Linked DNA regions of Gossypium hirsutum: region 2 is linked to region 1. A link is a contact called in public Hi-C data. All regions are on one chromosome and are shown on one strand. The core of a region is the stretch at or near the end of the contact, and the rest is flanking DNA. Distances in the headings are between cores, read along the strand shown.

The links. A called contact is a pair of places that touch in the nucleus more often than the background predicts.
Region 2: a Hi-C map of leaf shows a contact between it and region 1, with 2.8 times the contacts expected there. The contact joins the promoter of LOC107951699 here to the enhancer-like site in region 1. A contact is called at or near these places in 2 of 34 Hi-C or Micro-C datasets (both in leaf).

The regions. Positions count from the first base shown.
Region 1 is chrA02:97,971,280-97,976,404 of Gossypium_hirsutum_v2.1, forward strand. No RefSeq gene overlaps it. Among protein-coding and RNA genes, the nearest start is that of LOC107951741, 5.4 kb to the left of the region's middle. Within about 2 kb of position 3,197, at least 3 of the 9 cell types and tissues checked have an H3K27ac peak or open chromatin away from gene starts, as enhancers often do. A contact at or near this core is called in leaf, where this site is marked.
Region 2 is chrA02:98,327,682-98,332,806 of Gossypium_hirsutum_v2.1, forward strand. It overlaps LOC107951699 (GLABRA2 expression modulator), which reads left to right and starts at 1,976. Exons shown (of 4, transcript XM_016886826.2): 1 at 1,976-2,476; 2 at 2,561-2,662; 3 at 4,442-4,713; 4 at 4,909-5,125. The coding sequence starts at 2,122. The coding sequence ends at 5,097.

The DNA of each region.
Region 1 (5,125 bases), core at 1,947-4,446:
TATGGACCAAAATGTAAAATTTCCAAAATGTCGGGTTGACATCGTGACTACGGGAGCTCCTTGTCGCGGTACAACATGTTGTCTTGGCTTGTTGCGATGTTGAGATTACGTCGTCGCGACGAGACTCTCTGTCTTGCCCTCATTGTGACGTTGAGGAACTTATGTCGCAACATGACCCCTATTTTTCCATAAGTTAATTCTATACATTATCCAACTAGCATATATAGCATGCATGAATGGCTTTAAGGCTCCAATTGATCATTTTCAAAAATTTCAACATGCTAACAACCATTTAGCAAAACCTCAACACCACTTTCATGCATAATTACTAACCATTTACAATACCAATTCTCAAAATGACCATTTGAAACAAGTAAAACCTAGGTACATGCCATTTGACCAAAATGCGATAAGCTATACAAACTTAGTTGAGTTGAAAACGGCGGTCCAGATGCTAACTTCACTTTTCTGAGGCTTTGAGATTACTTGTACCCACACACAGGATAAACAAACCGTACGCTGAGCAATAAAGCTCAGTGGTACTTTCATGATTCAAGATAACATAAACATTTACAATGATCATGCATAACAAAATTACACAATTTAGCCAAGTTATAATCTACTAATCTAACAATATCACATTTTAGATACGAGGGAGTATATGAATATGGAAAACAACTAATGCATTCGTCAATATTTGCAAGGCAAATAATCTATACATACCATTTGACAATTACCATTATATATTCATGTTCCATGGCATTTATATTATTTATCTTGTTTTCATACCTTATTAGCTAACACTATCAAACATATATCACACATCTTTATATGCTATTAACACTATACTATTCATGTTCCATGGCATTTATATTATTTATCTTGTTTTCATACCAATCAAACTCATTTATGAAGTTTATCGACTCATTTATATTTATTTCGGTATCATATTCTATTGGAAATCTATTTCTTTACATATTCAAGTTTTTTTCCCTTCTAATTAGGTTGTTATGCCCGATGGAACTCTAGTAAAATGGACTCAAATACACGGGTAAACTACACGACACAAGATAGCTCGTAGGAGCTTAAACTACAATGTACCAAGGCACCGAAGTGTAAAGCCCGAAGGCATCAAATGCATATCCATATACTAATACATCCCTCCACAACACCATATTATACTCGATGATTTGCAACAAATGCTAGATCCCGGTATAACTTGTAATGATCTCCGTACAAACTCATATCTCGTACAAGCACGCATACAACCTTATTAGCATGCCAATAATATCTTAACCTTTTACTAAGTTCACATGGGCATCAATTATATATATAAACATTTTCATACCTGTAATCATCTTACTCGTCGACGATTTTCACTTTTCCTTTCCCTTTTGACGATTTAGTGTTATCGCTATCTACGAATAATCACAAAACATATCACATTGTCAATTTCCAGCCAAATCAGAATCAAACAATAGAGGAGGCATTAGTAGGATTGTTCCTTAATGATTGAGGTAACAGTAAGCATAAGAATGTCTTCCTTTAATGTTTAGAGGGAAAAGTCAAAATGGTATAGATGTGAAAAAAGATTTTATAGGGTTACCCAAATAATGGGCAATGGCTAGATGATACTATGGCTTGGCCATATAATTCAACAAACAAGGTTGGAAAAATATTGTTGAGGTATTGAATGAACTAAAGGATTTCTATAATATCTTTTATAAGTATCCCGAACGTTCTTGGAAGTATAGGACTTCAAAGTATAGATTTGTAGGTGGCATGTACAATTTTAGAAGTTAATGTATATTAACTTTATTTACATGGCATACATGTGGATTGTCACATAGATGGCACGTCAATATTTAATTAATTTTTTAAATTTAAAGAATATATTTTTATATTTTTTAATAATTTTTAATTTTTAAAATTAGTTTTCTTTTTGAATTTTTAAATTATAAAAATAGTTTTTTTAATTTTTAAATTTTAAAAATTAATTAAATGTTGATGTGTCATCCATGTGGCAATCTAAGTGTATGTAATGTCAGCAAAGTTAAAAAAAGTTAAGTTTTTCATTCATTTGAGGTAATTTGACAAAAAAATATAAATTTAAGAGTTAAAAAAGGCAAAAAAAATTAAATGAACGGCGAAAATAACTTTTTTTTATAAAGTTGAAGGGTTAAATAAGTTATTATGCCTTTATAATTCCTCTCTGTGACTATGGATGGGTTTTTTTTTCTTATATTAATTAACCTTAAAAAATAACATCAACTTTTAGTTTTTCACTTATAATAATTTATTTTAATTGAAACTGTAATATTTTTAAAGGTAAACTATACCACTAGTCATTAAATTATGGGTAAGTTTTTGCTCTGGTTACTTAACTAAAAAAAAGAGTTACTATTTGGTCATTGAATTACTTAAAATTTAAGTCACTGGGTTATTAAAATCGATGCTATATCGCTTCTGTGTTTGCATTGTCTGTTCCAATCAAAAGTTATCTTTTCTCTTCTCTTCTAAAGTTCAGTTTTTTTTTCATAAAACAACTTTGAACGTCATGAATCTACGAACCAAAATTCAAATAGCTTTTTTTTTCATCTCCAATTTTGATCGTCAAATCGAATTAGATCTAAGGTATGTTCTTCTACTCATCGATGGGTATTGATCTACCGTATTGATCGTTAAATTGTCGCTTAGAGCTCACTAGCGGAACCTTAAAAATAAAAACTTAACAACCTAGTAGTTTAAATAAAAACTTTCAAACAGTTTAATAATTAAATTATAATTTTTTAATTAAATAATTAAAATGAAAACTTATTTATAATTTAATGATTAATATGTAGTTTAATATTTTTAATTATATTGTTGAATTATATGTTATAGATACTAGAATAGGCATATTAATTAACCTCAAAATATCATTAAAATAAAACCCCCCAACATAAAACTGAAAAGTGGTATTGACTGTTGAAGCCTCCTTTTTTATACCCCAAAGAAAAAAGGTTTTTTCCTCAATCATGCCATTATGACGACGTCATGGCATTTGTCATTTGTCATTTGTCATTTGCCATTCGCCATTTGCCCCATATGTTTCACTCGTTTTATTGTTTCTTGACTTTTGTGTCAAAGAACAACCCCCCAAAAAATGAATCCCCACAACAGGTGTCTTGGATTGGGATATTTCCATGCCCTAATTTGGGGGCAGACTAAACCCTCTTTGTTTGAATATTTGGTTGCCATCATGCATGGTAGGAGAGGGATTTGGGTTGGATTTTTCCTACAAAGGCAAACTATCAACCTCCTTTTTTTGGATTTTCTTTTATCCTTTTTAGCACTAAAATTATATAGCTGCATGTGATGAAAAGATATTTCAATGACATTGGGAAAAAAAAAGCAAAAATTGATTTGAGTTTGATGATCGAGAGAAGCAGTTGATTGATTCTATTACCAAGACTACTTCTCTTTGCTACTTTGATTAAATATAAGAATGTGGAGCCATGCACACTTAATCTAATCTTTCACCCAAATTAAACAACCATCCATTTCATTTCAACTTATAATGTGTGTATATTTGATGGAAGAAAATTGTTCTATTTAACCGGGAGTTATGCCTCATATGGTTAATAGTGTAGAACTTATTAGACATAAAATAAAGAATAGTACTTAATACAATTTTAAACTTGTAATTAGAAACTCTTGTATAAAATAAGACATTTTTAAAAGAAGTGGAAATTTTTTCTTCTCTTTACTAAAAATAAGTCATGAAAATGGTTAAATTTTACTGATTAAATTAGTTTATTGCTAACTTATATACTAAAACATTTGTAAAAAATAGTACTCCCACCAAATGTAGCATTAATATTTGGAAGGCAGATTGGGCTTTCTAGACTTAAGCTAGGTTGGACTCTTAAATAGGGAAAAGCTCTTCTGGCATTGTTTTTTTCCGATCACAAGACTCAATAATCAATATAGAAAATATTAAGGGACATCAAACTCCTTACTACTTGACCCAACAATAGGGGTGCAATTAAGAATTTGGTATTAAAAGGTTGAAATAAAATAATAAACTTTTGGGTGTTCAAAACATAAAATTTAATCCTAAAAGAGTTTAAATTAAATTATTAATTTCTTGAAGGATAAAAATGCAATTATTTTATTTAGAAATTTAATAGCACAATTCACTGTTGATATCTAATAACATGATTTAATAAAGAGATTAACTTTATTTAATAAGTAATTATTTTTAACAATCTTATTATAAGTTCTGGTCATACCTCTTTTTGACAAAATGCTTAGAATTATTCATAGCACCTCCCAACTCATAAATAGGAGAATAATGCGTTTCAACGCATTTGAACTCACATGTTATTACATTAGTAATAATGCTCATATCAATCGAGCTAAAAATCAATCAACAGTTAAAAAAACTAGGGAATAGAATTTTTAAGCAATCGAGATCGAACCCCATTCAATATCATCTCTTGTAGTGATAGTGAATCTCGCATTGGTTACGCTTTACTTACAAATTAACAACATTTGACCTACCAACCCAACACGGAAGAGTTAAAAAATAGAGTCCGAGTTTTAAGTTCAAACTCGAAGGTAGGGGCCTCTTTTCGAAACTAGCCTCTTATGGTGGTGAATTGCCCATCACTCATCCAATTGTGTAGGCTCGACAAGAATTTACAGCTGCTTTATCGATTAGGCGCAGTACATCTCCAGTATATGTGAAAATCAGAAAACGCCGATTTGCGAGAACCTTGGTGGGGGCTGATATTTGCATGGATATGGCAACTAGCTCTACTTATTGCTTGGATATGTTATCAAATCAATGATGCTGTAGCCGGAGATTTGACCTTTGTAGGGTTCCTTTGTCTGCTTGGTTAAGACAAAGCATCTCCTACCACTTCTTCCTAGCCGCACATAATGTTGCGTATATGAAACCCACACCATGACATCAACCAAATCCATCTTTCATTATAGGTAACCATGGGTCATCAACAAAACAAGCAGCCTCCACCTAGCTGGATTTTAATGTTATGGAAGCCATTGACGTAGCTCCAATATATCTGCCAACAAAGTCACAGTTGCATTGATAAGATTGTTGTATATTGGTATCATACAT
Region 2 (5,125 bases), core at 726-3,225, 360 kb after region 1:
GGCTATCTGAAAGAGAAAATGAGCTATCTATTAGCCAAATGAACCCAACAAAAAGATAATGCTAAAACAATGAACATAACACCAAGCAATCAGAAATTAAACAACCGAATTCAGAATCATCTTCTATGGGTCGAGTCAACACATGCACAACTAACATACAATCCAACATGATGATGACATGGCCAAGATGCCAAAATTTTAGCCACGACAAAGCCTCCCTGACAACAAAAACCTCTATTATCCTAAGACTGAACGACGCCCTTTCAAACCCCGTAAGGCCTTTTACTAGGTGACCATGATTGTCGCGAATAACCACCGCCAACCTCGATAGCATGTTTGTCTTCAAAATTTGAGGCATCAACAAGGGCGAATCTAAGGAGATTGGCAGGGGTCCCGACTCAATTTTTCATTTTGATCTTTTAAAATTTTTAAAATTATAATTACTAGGTGACCATGATTGTCGCGAATAACCACCGCCAACCTCGATAGCATGTTTGTCTTCAAATTTTGAGGCATCAACAGGGGCGAATCTAAGGGGATTGGCAGGGGTCCCGACTCAATTTTTCATTTTGATCTTTTAAAATTTTTAAAATTATAAATTAGTAAAGGTAGAATTGTACTTTGGCCCCACTAAAAATGATAAAATTTTGATTTAATCCTTTAAAAATTACTATAGTAAAAGTTACAATTTAATTTCGGCCTAGCTTCACTCCTGGACATCAACGTTAAATTTGATAAAACCATGATGAGGTGACTGCCAACATATTGTCCCATACGAACAAGGAACGAGTATCACCACCTAAGCCATCTCCCTCCCGCACACCGACCTAAACCACACCCACCATACCCGAGGCTGACGGATCAGTGGCAGAAGTATAAACCATGTTGGCTACCATTCAATCTTGCACTAAACAGTCAGCATTATAGATAACCCAAGACGGAGAAAGCTCACAATGTTGCCATTGAACGAGATTCTGGGCTAACCAAATTTACCACAGAAGCACAAGCCCTCGGCGCATGGCCACATAACAAAGCCAACCGTCCCAACAAAAAATCATTCTATGTAACATTATCGGTAGGGATATTTACAGGCCATCGAACTGCCTGCACTTTACAACAATGCAACAGAACATGTTCAACATCCTCATCCCCATGGCCCTGGTAACATTCGGCCGACACCGCAATACACGTCTCAAGTAGCGGCATTTTAACAGGAAGAAAATGGTGCAGGCAACGCCATATGAATTCCTTCACTTGAGGAGAACTTGCACTTGCCAAACTTGTTGCCAAGGTCCATCCCGAGCCAATTCATTCACGTTTGAGTACATGCTCATCGCTGTTATGTAGGCTGACTTAACACTATACTAACCATCAACAGTAAAATGCCATATAAGCTTGTCAAGATGAGGACTTAAGCTGAAGAGGATTCACTATATATATTTTTTATTCCTAACATCAATTCAGTAAAAAAATTAAATAATAACTTCATAATAAAACTTCAAACTTTGAGAGCCTCAAATAAACATTAAAAGCTTCTAATAAAAATAACAAACAAAAAATAAATTAAAAATACACAAATATGTAAGTTATTCCTATATATATATATATATGATGCAACACCTCTAAAAATCAACTTTCATTAAAAATCAACTTTCATTGACATATAAAAGAAACAATTTTAAATCGACAACTAGAGATTTGCTATAAAAATAAAGAAATATATATTTAAAATATTTTAGATTTGAATTAAAATATTTATTTTATTGAAAATAGTTTTCAAAAAATAATTGCTTAAAAATATTTTACTTTCAAAAAATCAATTTAGATTTTAAAATTTATTTTTTGTGAGTTGCAACCAAAAATTGGTGAAATTATAAACAAACAGAAAGTACAGCAACTAATATCAAAATTTAACCAAATATGTAACTTAAGAACAAAATTGAAAGATAATATAGATTCCTGGATGAAATTAGATCTATTAATTGGATTTTAGGACAAAGTTGGTGGAGCCCGTAACACTTAAAGCTTTCAATAACAGTCTCCTCTCCTGCTAAACTTCTAGCAAACGATCCCTCATGCCACTTTACGCACGGCCTGCTTTTCCTCGAACATTCTAGAGCAATGGAACAAACGAAGACAGAAACGCAACCCAACTCCAGCTCAGCTCCGATCCGAGAACCGAACCTGAAAGACTCGGATCCCGCAATGGATGCGGAGGGCTTTGTTGTGGTTCCAACATCAGAGCCTCAGGAAAAGGAAGAGAAAGAGACTCAGAATCCGAAAGTGAGTCAGATTCAAAGCGAGCAATCACCGGTTCAGTCACCATCTGGATCGAGGAAATCAGTTCATTGGAGTCCGGAATTGATCAGCGAGTCGCGTGCTGTGGATCACAGTTCCACCATGTCAGCTCCTGACGGATCCAATCCTTACGTTACTCATGCTCCGCCTACGGAATCTTCTTCCGCTTCCTTCAAAGGCAAGCCATTACACATTTTATTTCTATTTTGATTTTTTTTTTAAATTAATTATTAAATTATTTCTTTTCTGAACTTGGAACCAGAGAAGATGGACACAGTGAAGGATGTCTTAGGGAGATGGGGGAGGAAGGTGGCAGAAGCGACGAGGAAAGCAGAGGATCTGGCCGGGAACACGTGGCAGCACTGTATTTTTTCTGTTTTCTTTTAGAATTTCAATTGCTTTCTAGTTTATTTTTAATATTTGGTGCTTCCCCTCTTGGTTGGATTTGTATCTGGTATGAATTCTATTGCGATTGGGCTTTTAGGGTTAGAATTGATATCGAGCGCTTGGTCATTTTGGCTGGTTGATATTACTGAAAGCTGAAATCTCAGATACTGAATTAGGGTTTAATATCTGGGTGAACTATTTGGTAGGGTTCGTGTTTTGTATAGCACGCTAGTTCTAAGAGTACTATAGGATATTAGGGAAGCATCATTTTGGCAATGTTGGACAACTTTAGATATTGTGATTAAGGAAAGGGAGAGAATGTAATAAACTTCATTCTTTTTTCTTGTTTTTAACATGCTTTTAGGAAATGTAGTATTGATTTGTCAAGTGTTGGCTGGAGTTAGCATTTGTGTCTTAAATATTTACTAGGGAAAGAATAGAATTTGATGTAAGATTTAAGGTCAGCGTACTGCAGTTTCCTCAATTGGCATGTTCACTTCTTATAAAGCAGGCTTAAGATTTGAGTTATAGACTTGCATTTAATCAAACAAAAGACTTGAGCTGATAAAATATTTGACAAAGCAAAATGTGACTTATTTACACCCTAGCCGAGGGAGGTAATCAGGGGTGAGAAAACCTGGTGGACCTTCTGTACAAGCATCTACCCAAACATAGAGTTAGTGTTATGAATGGCTCAGTAAAAAAGAGGAGGGGGGGGGCATGATGTAGCATTAGTTTCCAGAGATTTAGTGGTTATTGCTTCCATATCTCTCAATGGTTAGTAAGAGCTTTCTAGTCTGCTGTGGTTGACCTTGGATCAGAAGCAAGCTAGTTGTTCCTTTATTCTGCATTTAGTCATATAGCTAATTATTTAAAGTCTAAACATTTTAGTTTTCTTAAGTCATGGGTATCATCTGATTTATCCTTAGGGATGCTCAAAACTTACCCATATATTAAATATAACTGAAAGTATATTCTTGTTTCTTCTAATCGATAGAATTATTATTATCCAAACCATATTTGCTATTTCTTTGTTGAGATGTTATATTCTTGTTTCTTCTAATCGATAGAATTATTATTATCCAAACCATATTTGCTATTTCTTTGTTGAGATGTCTCGTGGACATTTGTTGATGACAGCTCTTGCACTATAAATGTCTCCTAAACTTTGTCCAACTTTGGGGTCTCTTTTTTTTTTTTTTTCTCCTTATACTTCTCACCTTCTGTCTCTAACATTAGAACTCTATTCATCCACCTAATTGCTTTCTTTAAGTGCATGCTACAATCATATAAATTGTGCATCACTTTCTTAATGCTTACATTGTTTCTTGAGCAGTCTATAACACAATTGCACATCCCTTTTGTACTTAAGGCCATCTCTAACTCCTTATTCGCTACATTATTGCCTCTTTTTTGGTCATTATTCATTACATTACCTCAACTTAGTCATACACAGAATGATCACAAAGTAATGATCTTATGCATCCTTCATCGTGCCTGGATTCTTTTCTACTGGTCTTGTATGGCACCTTTTAGAATCATACTGTTGCTTCTATTTGGGCATGGGACATTGCCAAAGATTCAATTTTACAAAAGACAGAAACATGGAAAATTTTGTGGGCACTTTCAAATTAAAATAATATGCTATTTCTGATTTTTCCCCTTTTGCTCTCACCCTTTGTCTTCTGTCTTGCTTATGAAGTAGTATGACATACATAAAATTACTGAAAATATGTTTTTCGCTTTTCTTTATCAGTAAAAACAAGTCCTAGTTTTGCTGAGGCTGCCATGGGAAGAATTGCTCAGGGAACAAAGGTTTTAGCAGAAGGTGGGTATGAGAAAATTTTTAGACAAACTTTTGAGACGGTACCTGAAGAGCAACTTCAAAATTCTTTTGCATGTTACTTGTCCACATCGGCTGGTCCTGTCATGGGAGTTTTATATGTATCTACAGCAAAGCTTGCGTATTGCAGTGACAGTCCTCTTTCCTATCAAAATGGTAGCAAGACTGAATGGAGCTACTACAAGGTTTGTTTGCATTAGCCTTAACATGCTTCCATTTTAAAAGGACTGGTCACAATGAGATCCTATTTCCTCCACTTTATTCTGTTGAAGACATATTGCATCAGTAACTTTTTTGCATCAAAACATTTGGGTACAGGTTTACAGTATAGGGACTTACTGACTTACAGTTCTTGACGTTTCTTCTGTCTGCTTAAACAGGTAGTTATCCCATTACATCAACTTAAAGCAATTAATCCTTCAACAAGCAGAGTCAATCCTTCTGAAAAGTACATCCAAGTTAGCTCTGTTGATAGTCATGAATTTTGGTTCATGGGCTTCTTAAATTACGAGGGTGCAGTTCAATGCCTACAGGAAGCTTTGCAACAGCATAGCTTACAATCTGTGTGATAATGATTTGACCAGTATATCGGTTGCA